Linked DNA regions of Hordeum vulgare: regions 1 and 3 are each linked to region 2. A link is a contact called in public Hi-C data. All regions are on one chromosome and are shown on one strand. Each heading gives the region's core, a stretch centred on a gene start, on an enhancer-like site or on the middle of the called end of the contact. The rest is flanking DNA. Distances are from core to core; before and after follow the strand shown.

What was found. A called contact is a pair of places that touch in the nucleus more often than the background predicts.
Region 1: a Hi-C map of leaf shows a contact between it and region 2, with 6 times the contacts expected there. The contact joins two enhancer-like sites. A contact is called at or near these places in 3 of 6 Hi-C or Micro-C datasets (leaf and seedling).
Region 3: a contact with region 2 is called in a Hi-C map of leaf, with 2.1 times the contacts expected there. The contact joins the promoter of LOC123424685 here to the enhancer-like site in region 2. A contact is called at or near these places in 2 of 6 Hi-C or Micro-C datasets (leaf and seedling).

Annotation. Positions count from the first base shown.
Region 1 is chr2H:36,174,969-36,179,613 of MorexV3_pseudomolecules_assembly, reverse strand. No RefSeq gene overlaps it. Among protein-coding and RNA genes, the nearest start is that of LOC123429435, 64 kb to the right of the region's middle. Within about 2 kb of position 1,908, at least 3 of the 3 cell types and tissues checked have open chromatin away from gene starts, as enhancers often do. A contact at or near this core is called in leaf, where this site is marked.
Region 2 is chr2H:36,405,842-36,410,245 of MorexV3_pseudomolecules_assembly, reverse strand. No RefSeq gene overlaps it. Among protein-coding and RNA genes, the nearest start is that of LOC123424687, 42 kb to the left of the region's middle. Within about 2 kb of position 1,720, at least 2 of the 3 cell types and tissues checked have open chromatin away from gene starts, as enhancers often do. A contact at or near this core is called in leaf, where this site is marked.
Region 3 is chr2H:36,269,078-36,273,673 of MorexV3_pseudomolecules_assembly, reverse strand. LOC123424685 (NAC domain-containing protein 92-like) reads left to right here and starts at 2,182. Exons shown (of 3, transcript XM_045108349.1): 1 at 2,182-2,554; 2 at 2,630-2,916; 3 at 3,102-4,171. The coding sequence starts at 2,359. The coding sequence ends at 3,695.

The DNA.
Region 1 (4,645 bases), core at 659-3,158, 230 kb after region 2:
ACATGACAAAGAGGCATAGCCGTCATCACTGTATGATACCCGCCGAAGAGCCAACCATGTGGACCACCACCATAGGCCGTCGTCCCAGCATCCATGTCCCCAGACACCGCTAACCGCCAAATCCACAATGCATCGACCATGGTTGGAAGAGCAGACGCACTCCATCCACTCCTATCTTGACATCAGCGACTCAATCTGGGTCAATGCCTCCACCGTAGGAAGCGTCCATGCCTAAATCCTCAACTAATCCCGATGGACCGGGAGTGTGTGTGTGTTTCTCGATCCAGTGACTACCAACGGTCACTATCGAGCAGGCTGTTGTGGGGATGTCATGGCAAGTGTTCTCATAGAAGAACTTAGTTGCAGGCCATAACGGCTAGGTGAAGCCTTGCATGGGGTTGATCGGGAATGAGAGAAGCGAGTTTACCCAGATTCGATCCCTCAAGTAAGGTAAAAGTCTACTCCTGCTTGTGTTTTGTTATTCGATGTCCAGATCTTGATTACAAGGATATTGTCTCGCTACCTATGCTTCGAGACTTCTAACCTGGATCTGTCCTTTTGAATGACTCGGGGCTCGCTTGATATTCTAGGTCAAGTCGTTGGGTTTACAATAAGCCGGTATCGTACACGACCCCTACCCTTGATCGGGATAGGTTTGTTCTTAAGCCGGCACCGCCTACGCCAATTTAGGCCATCTGTTCATTTTTTCTTTTATTTTTTTATTTGAAGCAAAAACATTTTTTGAATTTGAAGAACAATTTTAAAAAAACATGAACAAATTTGGAAGCGCGAACAATTTTTTAGTACACGGACATTTTTTGAATCTTAAGACCAAAATTTTGAAAAGGAGAACAATTTTGAAAAACCCCAAACAAATTTAAAACCGCGAACAAATTTTTAAAGCACGAACATTTTTTGAATTTTGAGAACAAATTTTGAAACAGAGAACAATTTTAAAAAGCGTGAACAAATTTGGAAACGTGAACAATTTTTTAAAGCACGAACATTTTTTGAATCTTGAGAACAAAATTTTAAAAAGAAGAACAGTTTTTAAAAAACCCAAAGAAATTTGAAAGCACGAACAAATTTTTAAAGCATGAACATTTTATGAATTTTGATAACAAATTTTGAAACCGAGAACAATTTAAAAAACGTGAACATATTTGGAAGCGCGAACTGTTTTTTAAAGCATGAACATTTCTTGAATCTTGAGAACAAATTTGTTAAAAAGGACAATAATTTTGAAAAACTCGAACAAATTTGCAAGCGTGGACAAAATTTTAAAGCATGATTATTTTTTTGAATTTGAGAACAAATATTGTAATAGAGAACAATTTAAAAAAACGTGAACAAATTTCGAAGCGCGAACAATTTTTTGAAGCACGGACATTTTTTGAATCTCGAGAATTTTTTTGAAACTAGGAATACATTTTAAAAACTTCAAACAAATTTAGAAGCACAAACAAATTTTTAAAGTGCGAACAATATTTTTAATTTTGAGATCAAATTTGGAAACTGAAAACAATTTTGCAAGCGCGAACATTTTTTATAATCAAGAACATTTTTTGAAAATCTAAAAATATTTTTTGAACATCCAGAACATTTTTTGAAGCAGAAACAGAAAAAAAAGTGAAAATAATAAATAAAAATGAAAAATAAAAAAATCGGTTCAGGGATCCTTCTAGAAGCCCCGACACGGAAGGTTCCGAAAACCGAAAAGACCAGCTGGGAACCTGTAGAAGGTTCACAAAACCAGGCAGCCCGATCGATCTCCCGCTCTGTGCGAAGCCCCGGGGCTTCGCACAGAGTGTCAAATAGATTTTTCCCTTCGAACCAGGCAAGTGGGTCTTTGCCTTTCACGGGCCGGCTTACGTTCAGGCCCACGTCTTCGTGACCCGGGCTGGATTGACCGCCTTATGTCATGGCTAATATCCTCAACACAGGCCCCCATCATTGTCCTCTGGTCTTGGCCCAAGCTAGAACACACGACACCATGCCCGTATCCAATAGTTAGTGCAGGTGATGAGCAATCATCTGAAGGACATTGCCAAGGATTTTATTTTTGCATTGCATGAAATATTGGCGGAAGATGACTTTTTCCGTCTCGTGGTGACTCTCTGGGCAATCTGGGGAGCTAGGAGGAAACAATTAATGAGGACATTTTTCAGTCGCCGGCAGCAGTACACAACTTCATCAATTCATATTTCTGGGAGTTGAATGCGATCAAGCATACATCTGTCCCTGCTAGGGCCAACAATTCTCCACAACAAATACCACAATGGATTTCTCCAGCACTTGGTTTTGCGAAGTTCAATGCAGATGGATCTGTTTCTAGACATGGTTTTGGGTGTGTTGAGGTGATTTCGAGGGGTCAAGAGGGCAATTTCCTGGGAGCTTCAACGTTTGATTTCAGATTTATATCAGATCCACCAACCCTGAAAGCTTTGGCAATCAGAGAAGCGCTGGCGCTCGCGAATCATCTATACATTCAAAACGTTCAGGTTACTTCAGATTACGAGGTACTAGTGAATGATATCCTGAATCGTTCCTCGGCCACCTATGGGACGATAGTTCAAGAAATCTTAGACATTTCTGTTTTTTTTTAATTCTTGTAAGTTCGTTTACAAACGAAGGAGCTTTAATTTTAAAGCTCACAATTTAACGAAGCATGCTTTTACCCATGTTTGGGTCATCCGAAAAATCTGACATCCATCTGTGTAAATATAGTAACGAATTAATAAAGCTTCGCAGAATTGTTTAAAAAAAAAGATCCATCAGCACCGATATATCTGGCAGCATAACTGTCCTTCTCGAAGACGCCTTGAACCTTCGCCTATGCTGAAAATGCAAGAACGTCACCCAATCCACCCGCATGTTCCGGCCTTGCCAGGAACACGAGGAGTAACCGGTACTTTAGGCCTTACTAGTTTATTTTAGGCAATTAGTGGGGATTATCCCGATCAAACCCCTAAATTCCCACATATCTCATAACATCATTTGGTTCTAGTGTATTTGGCATGTTTCATCTCCATATTTTCTCATAAATTTTTAAATTATAGTGCATTTTTCTCAATACACAATACACTACCCTTACCTAATGGATTGGGGATAAACGGGGATTTGAAGGGATTAGGTGAAGGTTGGAGTTTCATCCGATTATCCCCACCAATTTTCTTAAAAACACTAGTACCAAATAAGGCCTTAAGGGAAGCATTTGAGCCTGAGTGTAAATACTCCACGTCCAGTCAGGTGATCCTTTTGTCCATGGTAAATCAGAAGGCCATTGTAAAAGTAATGACGGGCAGTTTGTGTTGGCGTCCAGTCAAACGCAGGGTGCGCGTGTAAAAGATCGTGAAAGCAATTGATCGACGTCCAACGACAGAGAGAAAATTAGGAGATCCAAAGAGTAACATAGTGATGATGTGTTTCATTGCTAAAGCAACAGCAGCCCTAGAAAAACCATGTGTAGCAATTGACTGTTCAACCAATGTTTTAATCGTATTACTTCAGTTCAGAGTTCGAGAGATGAGGAACGCTCAACTGCTGGCCTTGGCACTACTCGTCCCGGCCGTCTCTGCTCGTGGCACTTCTTCAGCTTTGCCGCTGGACTACCACTGTTTCTCTCGGAGCTTAGCTCCATCGACCGAATGTCGTCAGTCCAAAAGCTGAAATGACTCGATCCGTTGCGTGTTTCTTTCGGAGCTTAGCCCCATCAACGTTGGAAATGCTACTGCCAGTCCTAGTCCTATCGTAACGAGCAGGGCCAGGTGGCAGGAATCTGCTGCTGGCTCATCGGAGGATGCCGGGCTGGTCTCTCCCGCCGGCGTGACACGTGTAGAGTTGGTAATCCTGATGGGTGATGGCTTCTCCTCCTCCTCCCCGGCCGGTGAACAGGTGGCGCACGCACCGGGCGTTGCAGAGATAACGTCGCCAGCAGCGAATCCTTTCGACAGTTTCAGAAGCAAGGGTTTGATTTTTAGTATTTGATAGCATGTGTTGGATTATTAGCCTAATTGAAGCAACCGTTCATAGCCAAATATATGTGCGTGCTTGTGTGATGAATCGCTTTCGAAAAGTTTGAGATTCAGATGTGTCATGACTCATGACCCGGACCCGGTGATGGCTGCCTAATAAGTGCAGAGAGGTGGTGAGCGAAGGCACTCAACGGCCCGTCGTTTGCCCAGCCCCTTGACCCGCCACAAATCTTCCTCAAATAGACAACGCTGCTGTCCCGTTTGCCAGAAAGTACCATACCCTGGAATATCCTACCTCGAGCACCTGAATCACATAAAATCTGCAATAATTTTCAGAGACGATGTAAACTTATTACCGGATAACCCAAGCATGGCCGTGTATGTATGTGCTTAGCCGTGGACAGGAGAGGGACACCATAGACATTGTTATTGCGGGCTTCAGATCGTTGGCTCTCGGTCTAGCGCCTCTACCCCACCCCATGTAGGGCAATAAGCCACGGCGAGCGGCGATGCAGAGCGCGTGCGTGCGCGCGGTAGATGCATTGGGCTCGGCCCATGGCAGGTTTGGTCGTGTGTGTGTGTCCACGCGTTCGAGCCCGTGGGCCGTTGCGTGTAGGCGAGATGCGCGGAGGGGTGACCGCGTCAGAGCGCGAGGTTCGGCCGTGCGGGCG
Region 2 (4,404 bases), core at 471-2,970:
GACACTCACAAGTGTCACCGTTGCCAGCATCAACAAGCCGAGCGGCGATTTCTTCCCCTATGACTGAGCAATCCCAAAGCCACCGGAACAAAACCAGAGTCAAAAGCCACGCGTAGGTCGAAGAAAAAACAATTAGGTGGTGTTTTTTTAGAGGGAGTAGACTAAAAAAAGTCTCTTTTAGTTTCTAGGTAAAGAAACAGAAGGAACTTTTTCTCAAGGGATTAGAAAAATACTCTATTGAAGGGACTTTTTTCTTTAGTTCATGGGACTAAAAAAAAGTCTAGTCCCTTGAAAAGAAACACCACCTTATACTACACTGTTAAAAAAAAAATCATACTCTTCATGAGCAGATTGTGGCTGAGAGATCGCCCACATCTTCCTCTGTATTTTTTCTTCAATTTTCCGCTCTTGTGCATTTGCAATCGCATAATACTCTTTATTTGTTTCCTATCGAATTTCCTGGCCGGAGGCGTCTTCGTCGCGGTTTGAACATCGTTGCCAATGATGCGCTGACGTAGACAGCCTCGTGGACTCGCTGTTCATCTCCCATGCTTCTTCCGGCATCTCCCGATCGACGGGATCTCTCGATTATAAAATTGAAGGCCAGGCCGGAAGACATTTTCTCTGGATATGTTTTTCACGTTCTTGTAAGCAGCTACCAAGCGTATGCATATATCTGTCCCTGTCGTCGGCCTCTACGTGTCCACTGTACGTGGCTCTCTAGTTCTGGTACGCACGACAGCTGGTATTACCCTGTTGTACACACAATGCAGATACAAGTCGATCCAGTACAGCTCGGCGCCAAGCAGCGGAATGTAGGGTTAGATATAGATGTGGATGTGGAAAGAAAAATGCATATTAGATATATCTAGCAGCTCGTGGATGTGGATGTGGATGCTCGGCGCCAAGCAACCCTACAATATATAGCCATCGTCCATCGTCTGTTACATGTACATCATGAATCCAGCTTGGAAGAAAAATGCATATTAGATATATCTATTGTAGGGTTAGATAGATGTAGATTCAGTGAGATGTACACGCGGCATGCATGCCTGCGTCATTCCGGCGGCTTGCCTTCTCGTGTTAGCATAGCAACGATCGACCGGGCTGTTGCTTCAGTGTGTTGGTGAAGCACCAACAATTTAAGATCCATCTATCTATACTTTACAAATATATAGTGCCCATGACGACGACGACATGGTTAGTTAATTAGTAGTTTAATTAATCAATCGGCCTCAGGAAGACATGTGGCCAGGGAGGGGATGCATGAGAGGCTTGTGCGTGCTGCAACATCTCATGTCGTTGGCGTCATGGCGTGTGAGGTGCTAGGCTAGCTGCACCGGGCAGGGCCACCGCTAGCTGCATGCGGGCGCGCGCGGAACCTGTTCGACCAAGCCTCGGCACGTAGCCAACGTTGCATTATCCCCACGCAACTCTGCATATGCATCTGCTCCACTCCATTGCTGAGTAGGAAATGTTGTGTGTGTGGTAAGGGATGTCGCTGACAGAAGGAGCAAGATCACTCTTCTTGCTTCTTCGTGAAGAACAAATCAACATGGGGGAAAACACATGCCGTATGTGATGGCAATGCATGCAAGACAAGACAGCATGCATGAAGCATGCAAACCGAGAGAGGAGAACCAACTAAACCGTCCAAATCATGAACAGACGAAAACGATGACCTTGCTACAGTGCGTAAGTTGAGTCCTACTTCTGGCAGCACAGTTGCAACCTTCGTACGTACGTGGACAATCCCTCGACCATGCACTCAACGGTTTGGGCAAAGGTCTGGGATGATTGCATTTATTGCCGGACGTCGACGTCGATCTCTTCTCCATAAATCCCACGCGCTAGCCTCCAAAACCGATCGTATTTGCTTCAAGCATCCATGCCATGCATGATGCATGCGTGCGTGCGTGCCAATGTTCGACCGGAACGATCGACGAGCATCGTGTTCTCTGCTGCCGATACACCAGGTCCGCGGCTAGGTACAGCTAGCGCTAAATTTTCATGTGGTTTCTACACAAAAAAGTTGTATTAACCAAAGATAATTTGTTAAGACGAAGTTGGATAGACAAGTCTACTTGTTGTTATTGAAACTATCAGACACCTCTTTCTGAACTATCCACATGCAAAATTATTATGGCGCATTATTCATATAGCCTTTGACATTAATCCACCAACAAGCATTAATACGCCATTTGAAACGTGGCTCAATGAAGTAGACGTACATCTAGCGAATCATATCCTAATTGGAATAAGTGATGTTTTTTGAGCTATATGGAACACCATAAATGATATGATCTTTAATGGCAAGAACTTCACTAATTTTTTACAGGTTATCTACAGAGTCACGTCTTGAATCCGTACGTGGTCGTTACTTAGTCATGCGGGTTCCAGGGAGCTTATGGCTATTGGATGCAACCGGTGGAAGACGGTCGCATGGACTATCTTCGATCGATTTGGATGACAGGCTAATAATAGGCTAGTTGTATAGGCATCGTAGCCTTTTTTAGTGTTGTCGGAAATGACAGATGAATAATCCATCTTTAGATTTGCTTATTTTGTTCAGTTTACGAGACTATTATAGACCTAAGACCTTGTTATTGATATTCCTTAATAATATGTTTGAATGCATCGATTGATGAAGAGGCCGGGGGCATTGTTCCTCCTTTTTCCAAAAAAAAAAGAAGTACAGCTAGCGCTAGTCATGAAACCTTGGAGCATGCATGATCGATCATTGGAGCACCACGTACGTGCGTAGTATAGCTAGGTCCATACTGTTGTGCCTTGGCCGTGAAACGTACGTGGCAGGCGTGTGCCATTTGGTCAAGTGGATGTGGACGACAGGGCTTGCCGCATCTACCAGCTAGCTGCGGGGAAGAAGACGGGCATGCGTGTAATGTATATGGCTCCATCAAAACCTGAACGAATGAGCAACAAAATGAAAGAAAAAGAGATGCCTCCCTTCATCTTGACAAACAGAACGAGCAAAGAAAACTGCAAGTAGGTAAAGTATAATTAACCAAGCCACGCACGGGCATGCAGCACATCCCTGTCGCGCGTCTAATCACGTCCTATTTAGCTGCTACTAGTAGCAAGAGTCCCCGACGCCCTGCACACTGTGTTAAACATATGCCATATATGCCGTGCCCGCCGCTCTGATTCCATCCGTACGAACGCTCTTGGCGGCATGGCAGTGCCACGACGGTGCCCGGAAATCACAAACGGCGGCGGCATGGCAGTGCCCGGAAATCACAAACGGCGGTGCCATGGCGTGCGAGCGCTGAACTTACTACTACCCGCTTTCACATCCTAACAAGCAACGGTTTAATCAACGTTAAATAAGTGAAACTCCGAACGATTAAGCGGGCATATAATTGGTGCAAGTCGGCACGAGGTTCCGGTAGGCTCACGTTCGAGCCTCGTTACGTGATCCATGTAGTAGCAAGCATGATTAGCGTCGCTGTCTTTAGGCGATCATGCTAATAAGAGATGAGATAAAATACCATCTCCTCCTTTTTTTACCTGTCGGAAAAAGTCTGAACGTCCCGTCACGGGCCGTTAGATTCAGAGGTGATTGCACACTTGTTCCCTCTGTTAGGTCACCTACACCATTGACTCGATGCGCTCTCACAATCACCAATAATGTCTGAACCAACAACGTCAGGATAAAACTGGCTGCTTTATCTTACTCCCAAGTACCCAGTTTGACAAGAGGAAAAGCGAGAGGAAACAACCATACAGAGAGAGCCAAAATCATACCGTGCTAAAAAGATGACTGAATTCCAGTTTTTTGACATTGAGAAAAGGAGGACACGGAATAAATATAGGGAGCTTGTTATGCTATAAAGGCTCTGCAAAACAGAGATATATGTGGATCATATATGTGCATCTTGTGCACCGTTGGTTGGTTGGGTCCGTTGCAACTGAGCCGAGCTATCCACTGGCAGTGACATCAAACATTTTTTAAACGGCGCAGACATTTTGTTTACGTCGTATAAATAATTTTTTTGATGCCACAAATGTTCTTCAAATGCATGTTTTTAAATATCATGTACAATTTTTAATGTATGTTTTTTTAAATAAGTACGTGGACATTTTGTAAATGTCACGGACATCCTTTCAATTGGTATCAACATTTCTTAAAGTTTCCCGAACAAGAAAAACTACATTGCGTTAGCATTTTTCTAATTTTGAAATAACTACACGTTCCATTGTATAAATAAACTCTTTCAAAATGCAATGGACATTTTTAAGAGAGTGGACATTTGTACATGCCACGGACATCCTTTTCAATGGTATCAACATTCTTTGAAGTTTCCCGAACAAACAATTTTCTATAGGATTTTTGTAATGCGCGGTGAATGCGTATTTAAAGTATTTTCGATATTATAGAAAAGG
Region 3 (4,596 bases), core at 933-3,432, 140 kb after region 2:
CCGGCTTTGGAGTAAAACATTTCCACAGAATCTCTCTCCCTCCCCCTCTCTCTCTCTCTCTCTCTCATATGCTGTGGGGTTTTTATATGTCACGTTGGGAGAAATTAATGGCGGACGAAACTTTCATCCCAATCCATATATCCGTGATCGTAGGTACAGTGTTGCTGTCGAGGAATGATAAGAGGAGGACTTGTCTGCTTCCGGAAACTGATAACGCGACCCTGACCGGCGAACAGGTCCACCAACGCCGCATACATTTGCGGGTCGAGATTCCCCGTCCTGCAGCTTCTACCAACAAACCCATGAGCAATTATGGAAGTGCTAATTACCGACCATCACCGGATAATTGCATGCATGCATGCATGTATAGCATCATACATCTTCTTCTGTATTCTTCTGAACCCACCGTTTTCTGAATTGCTGTGTGCGAGGAAACTGCTGGATTTTGTGTGCCAACGAACTGCCAGTACTGAATTTTCCAGGAAATTATGGAAGTGTTAGCCGCAAAAAGGGGCTTGCTAATTACCGACCATCAGTTGATGATTGATTGCATACATGTACAGCGTCATCTTCTACGGTATTGTTCTGAATCTGAACTGAACCCACTGGTTTCTGAATTGCTGTGTGCGAGGAAACTGCTGCCAATGCACAGCTGCATTTTCCGACGCTGGCAAATTACCTGACATAGTACAAAATTCAGACAGACATCTTTATATTTCGTACTACTGACAATCTAGGATGCATTACAGGTACGAATGGGATAATATTTCAGCTCCAGAAAAGAGCAGCTGGTTCATGGACAGGCGAAGAAACGTCCAGGAAACTGCATGGGCTGCAACTGTATCTAGTTTACTCATGACAAAATTTCCTGAACTAAATCCACATTTTTTTTCTTCAGGTACTCCTGTCAGTTGTGATTAGACCAGCCACGGCAGCAGAGGCAACGCCTGACATAAGCATTCCGCGTCATGCCTGAATTTTCCGTGGCGCGCACTGCACCTCAATCAAATTGATTATGAGATAGGAAAGTTAATTCCAAGTGCATTTAATGCACTCAAGATTTAGTCTCTGCGCACATAAACAAAACCTATCTCCTGGCCGACCCGAGCATCATACGCGTCCAGGTCCATAAGCTCAACATTAATGACATAATTTCTCCGCGGTATTATCCTCTTCACATTACTTAGTGGCCAAGTATATACTAGTATCAGTTTTCGCGGGTTCGCAGCGCATCATCCTCCTAGCGCAATGTAATTGGAATATACTCCCTCTGTACCGTAATACTATTATTTATTGTTAAAAAACTAATCTAGCTCCCCCAACAACAAGTATTTAGAAACAGAGAGTATATACAGTGTTTTGCACAGTCGAACATTTGGAATTTACCACAAAGCGTGAAATTTGGATTTATTACCAGCTTCCTAAAACCAGTACATTTTCACGTGCCGTTTTGTGCGCCGTGCAGTACTGGCACGCACGCACGCACGCACGAACGTACGTGTCAGCCGGCGACACATGACAAGGATCGGGCGAGCTGGGCTCGGTGAGAAAAGGATATTTGTACCACTTGAGATTTTAACCTCTCGATTCGACAACGCAGGCCGGCACGCTTTCGCCCCGGAACTCGCCGCAGCGTTTTCCCTGAATTTCGTGTGGCTGCGTCTGGACGGCGGCCTCGCCCGGAATTTGGCCGGACGTTAACGCTCGTGGTTACCGATATCTATCGTGGCCACTGCAGAAGGCGAATTCCGGGACGAATCATCGGCGGCTGAGGCTCGATCACACACAAAAACAGCAGGGAAGCCGACGTGTGCCGCAGCGTGCTGCGTACCACCGGCACCGTCACTTCCGTTCAAACCTTCTCCATGTGGTACATAATCATTGGCAGCTAACGGCGCGTGCGTACGTGTGTGAGAGAGAGAGAAATAGAGTTGGCAGATTAGCCGGGCAGCAGATGATTAGGCAATGTTTATCTGCAAGTACTACTCATTGGCAACCTAGCCGGCAGCAGCTTCGATTTACCGCCGTTGGATTATTACAGTGCAGTTAATCACCATAGATTAGTACTCGTACTAGTAGCAGTAAAAAAGTGAGTAAATTAGCGGGGCGCGCGGCTCTGGCCGGAAGTTGTCTTCCCACGCACGCCATTCCGAAGCTATAAAGCCACCCCCAGAGCGCCGCTCCATCCCAGTCTTCTGAAGCCCAAAGCGTCGGATCAATCAGAAAGAAATCATCTCTCGACATATCTAGAGCTCTTCTTCTTCTTCTTCTTCTTCCTCCTCCTCCTCAGCTCCCGAGCTCATCCTGAGCATAGCAAGGCAAGCCATAGCCGGAAGATCCGGTCGAGAGGGCGGGACCATGTCGGACGTGACGGAGGTGATGGATCTGGGGGCGGAGGAGCCGCGGCTGTCGCTCCCGCCGGGCTTCCGGTTCCACCCGACCGATGAGGAGGTGGTCACCCACTACCTCACCCCCAAGGCCGTCAACAACTCCTTCTCCTGCCTCGTGATCGCCGACGTCGACCTCAACAAGACCGAGCCGTGGGACCTCCCCGGTGAGTACTACTGCTCCTCCTCCTCCGGTTCGATCGGGTTTGCAGGCAGGGAGGCTCATGGCGGTGGTTTTGCAGGGAAGGCGAAGATGGGGGAGAAGGAGTGGTACTTCTTCGTGCACAAGGACCGCAAGTACCCGACGGGGACGCGCACCAACCGGGCCACGGAGCGCGGCTACTGGAAGGCGACGGGGAAGGACAAGGAGATCTTCCGCGGCAAGGGCCGGGACGCCGTGCTCGTCGGCATGAAGAAGACGCTCGTCTTCTACACCGGCCGCGCCCCCCGCGGCGATAAGACGCCCTACGTCATGCACGAGTACCGCCTCGAGGGCCAGCTGCCCCACCGCCTCCACCGCTCAGCCAAGGTACCGCAAGATTCGATTTTGGCTCCGTCTCCGGCCGGCCGTGTCGATGATCGATCGATCGAGCCGCCGGAGCGTCCGGAGATGCCGCCGGCTGGACCGCGCACCGGATTTGTTTCCTGCTTCTTATTTTCCTCGTGTTGTTTCCTCGCTCACCCTTGCCTTGCCTGTTGCGTGCGTGCGTGCAGAACGATTGGGCTGTTTGCCGGGTGTTCGACAAAGACTTGGCGGCGAAGAATGCGCCGCAAGTGCCGCCACCGCCGGCGGCCGCCGGGGCCATGGAGGACCCGTACGCCTTTCTCGACGACTTCCTCAACAACCCCGACCTGCCGATGCTCATGGACTCCCCCTCCGGCGCGGACGACTTCGCCGCCGCGTCGAGCTCGACCTCCAGCGCGGCCCTGCCGCTCGAGCCGGACACGGAGCAGCTGACCATCAAGACGGAGCCGCCGGTGACGCAGCAGCAGATGCAGAGCCCCAACTACTTCTTCATGCCGGCGACGACGGGCAGCGGCAACCACGGCGGCGGCGCCGGGTACTCGCCCTACCTGCAGGGAGCCATGGGCGGGGACCAGCAGGCGGCGATCCGCAGGCACTGCAAGCCGGAGGCGGCGTCATCGTCGGCGCTGCTGCAGACCCCTTCGCTCGGCTTCTTCGACACGGGCGCGCTCGCCGGCGCCGCGGACACCTCGTTCCCGATGATGCCGTCGTCGCGGTCGTACGTCGATCTGGAGCAGCTGTGCCGGGGCGAGCCTCCCATGGACTTCTCCAACATGTGGTAGATCCATCTGAAATCCATCCATCCATCCATCCATCTACCCGATGGACAGGATCGTCTCCGGCCGTTTGCTTTGGTGGTAGCCATAGATGGTTAATTAATTTGGTTGGTGCTAGCCGGTGGATTGATTAGTTTGCTTCATTAACTTGGATTAAGGATTGGGTTAATTAGCCGGCGACGATTCGAGGAGGAGGAGGATCGTCGTGTGTGTGTTTGTTGTTGATGCGTGCAAGGCATAATGATGGCCTGTGAGCGAGGGGGAGTGCTGATTAATCTTGATTAGGGTGTGATATCAAACTGCTAGTAGGAGGCATGCATCTGTAGTTTGTACATACATAGTCACCTGATGCGTGATCGCCGTGATACAGTTTAGCGATTAGGGGACGATGGACCGGAGGGCGAGAGGTGTGCCGAGACCGAGTTGATTGGTAAATCTGATTGTGTGCTGCTGATTGAAATGAATTATTCCCCTTCTGATCGTTGGCTGGTCTTGTATATATGTCATGGTTGAGATTCAAATTGTTTGTAGATCTTGAAGCGGAGAAGCGAGCATGGGGCCTCGCAGGAATCCAACCGTTTCCCGTGCGTGTACCCAATCATCCGTCCGCTCCGAGGCCACGGGCGATGTGGCCGTCGTCGTCGTCGAATCCACTTGCATGCTGGCTCGCGCGCAAAAGATAAGCCCGGCGGTTAATTGGCTAAATGGGAATGCGAATGCTTCTCGTCGTACAGTACCTTGGACGAGTAGTACTACCTTGTAATTAAACAACGGGGTCCTCCCAAAAAAATGTAATTAAACAACGGGGCCCGCCGTCCCACTTGTCACCGAGTAGTAGTACGTACTTGCTGCTCGCTAGCTGGCCGTGCACCCACGCGCTTCCGCCCGACGCAACGCGCAAGAAACA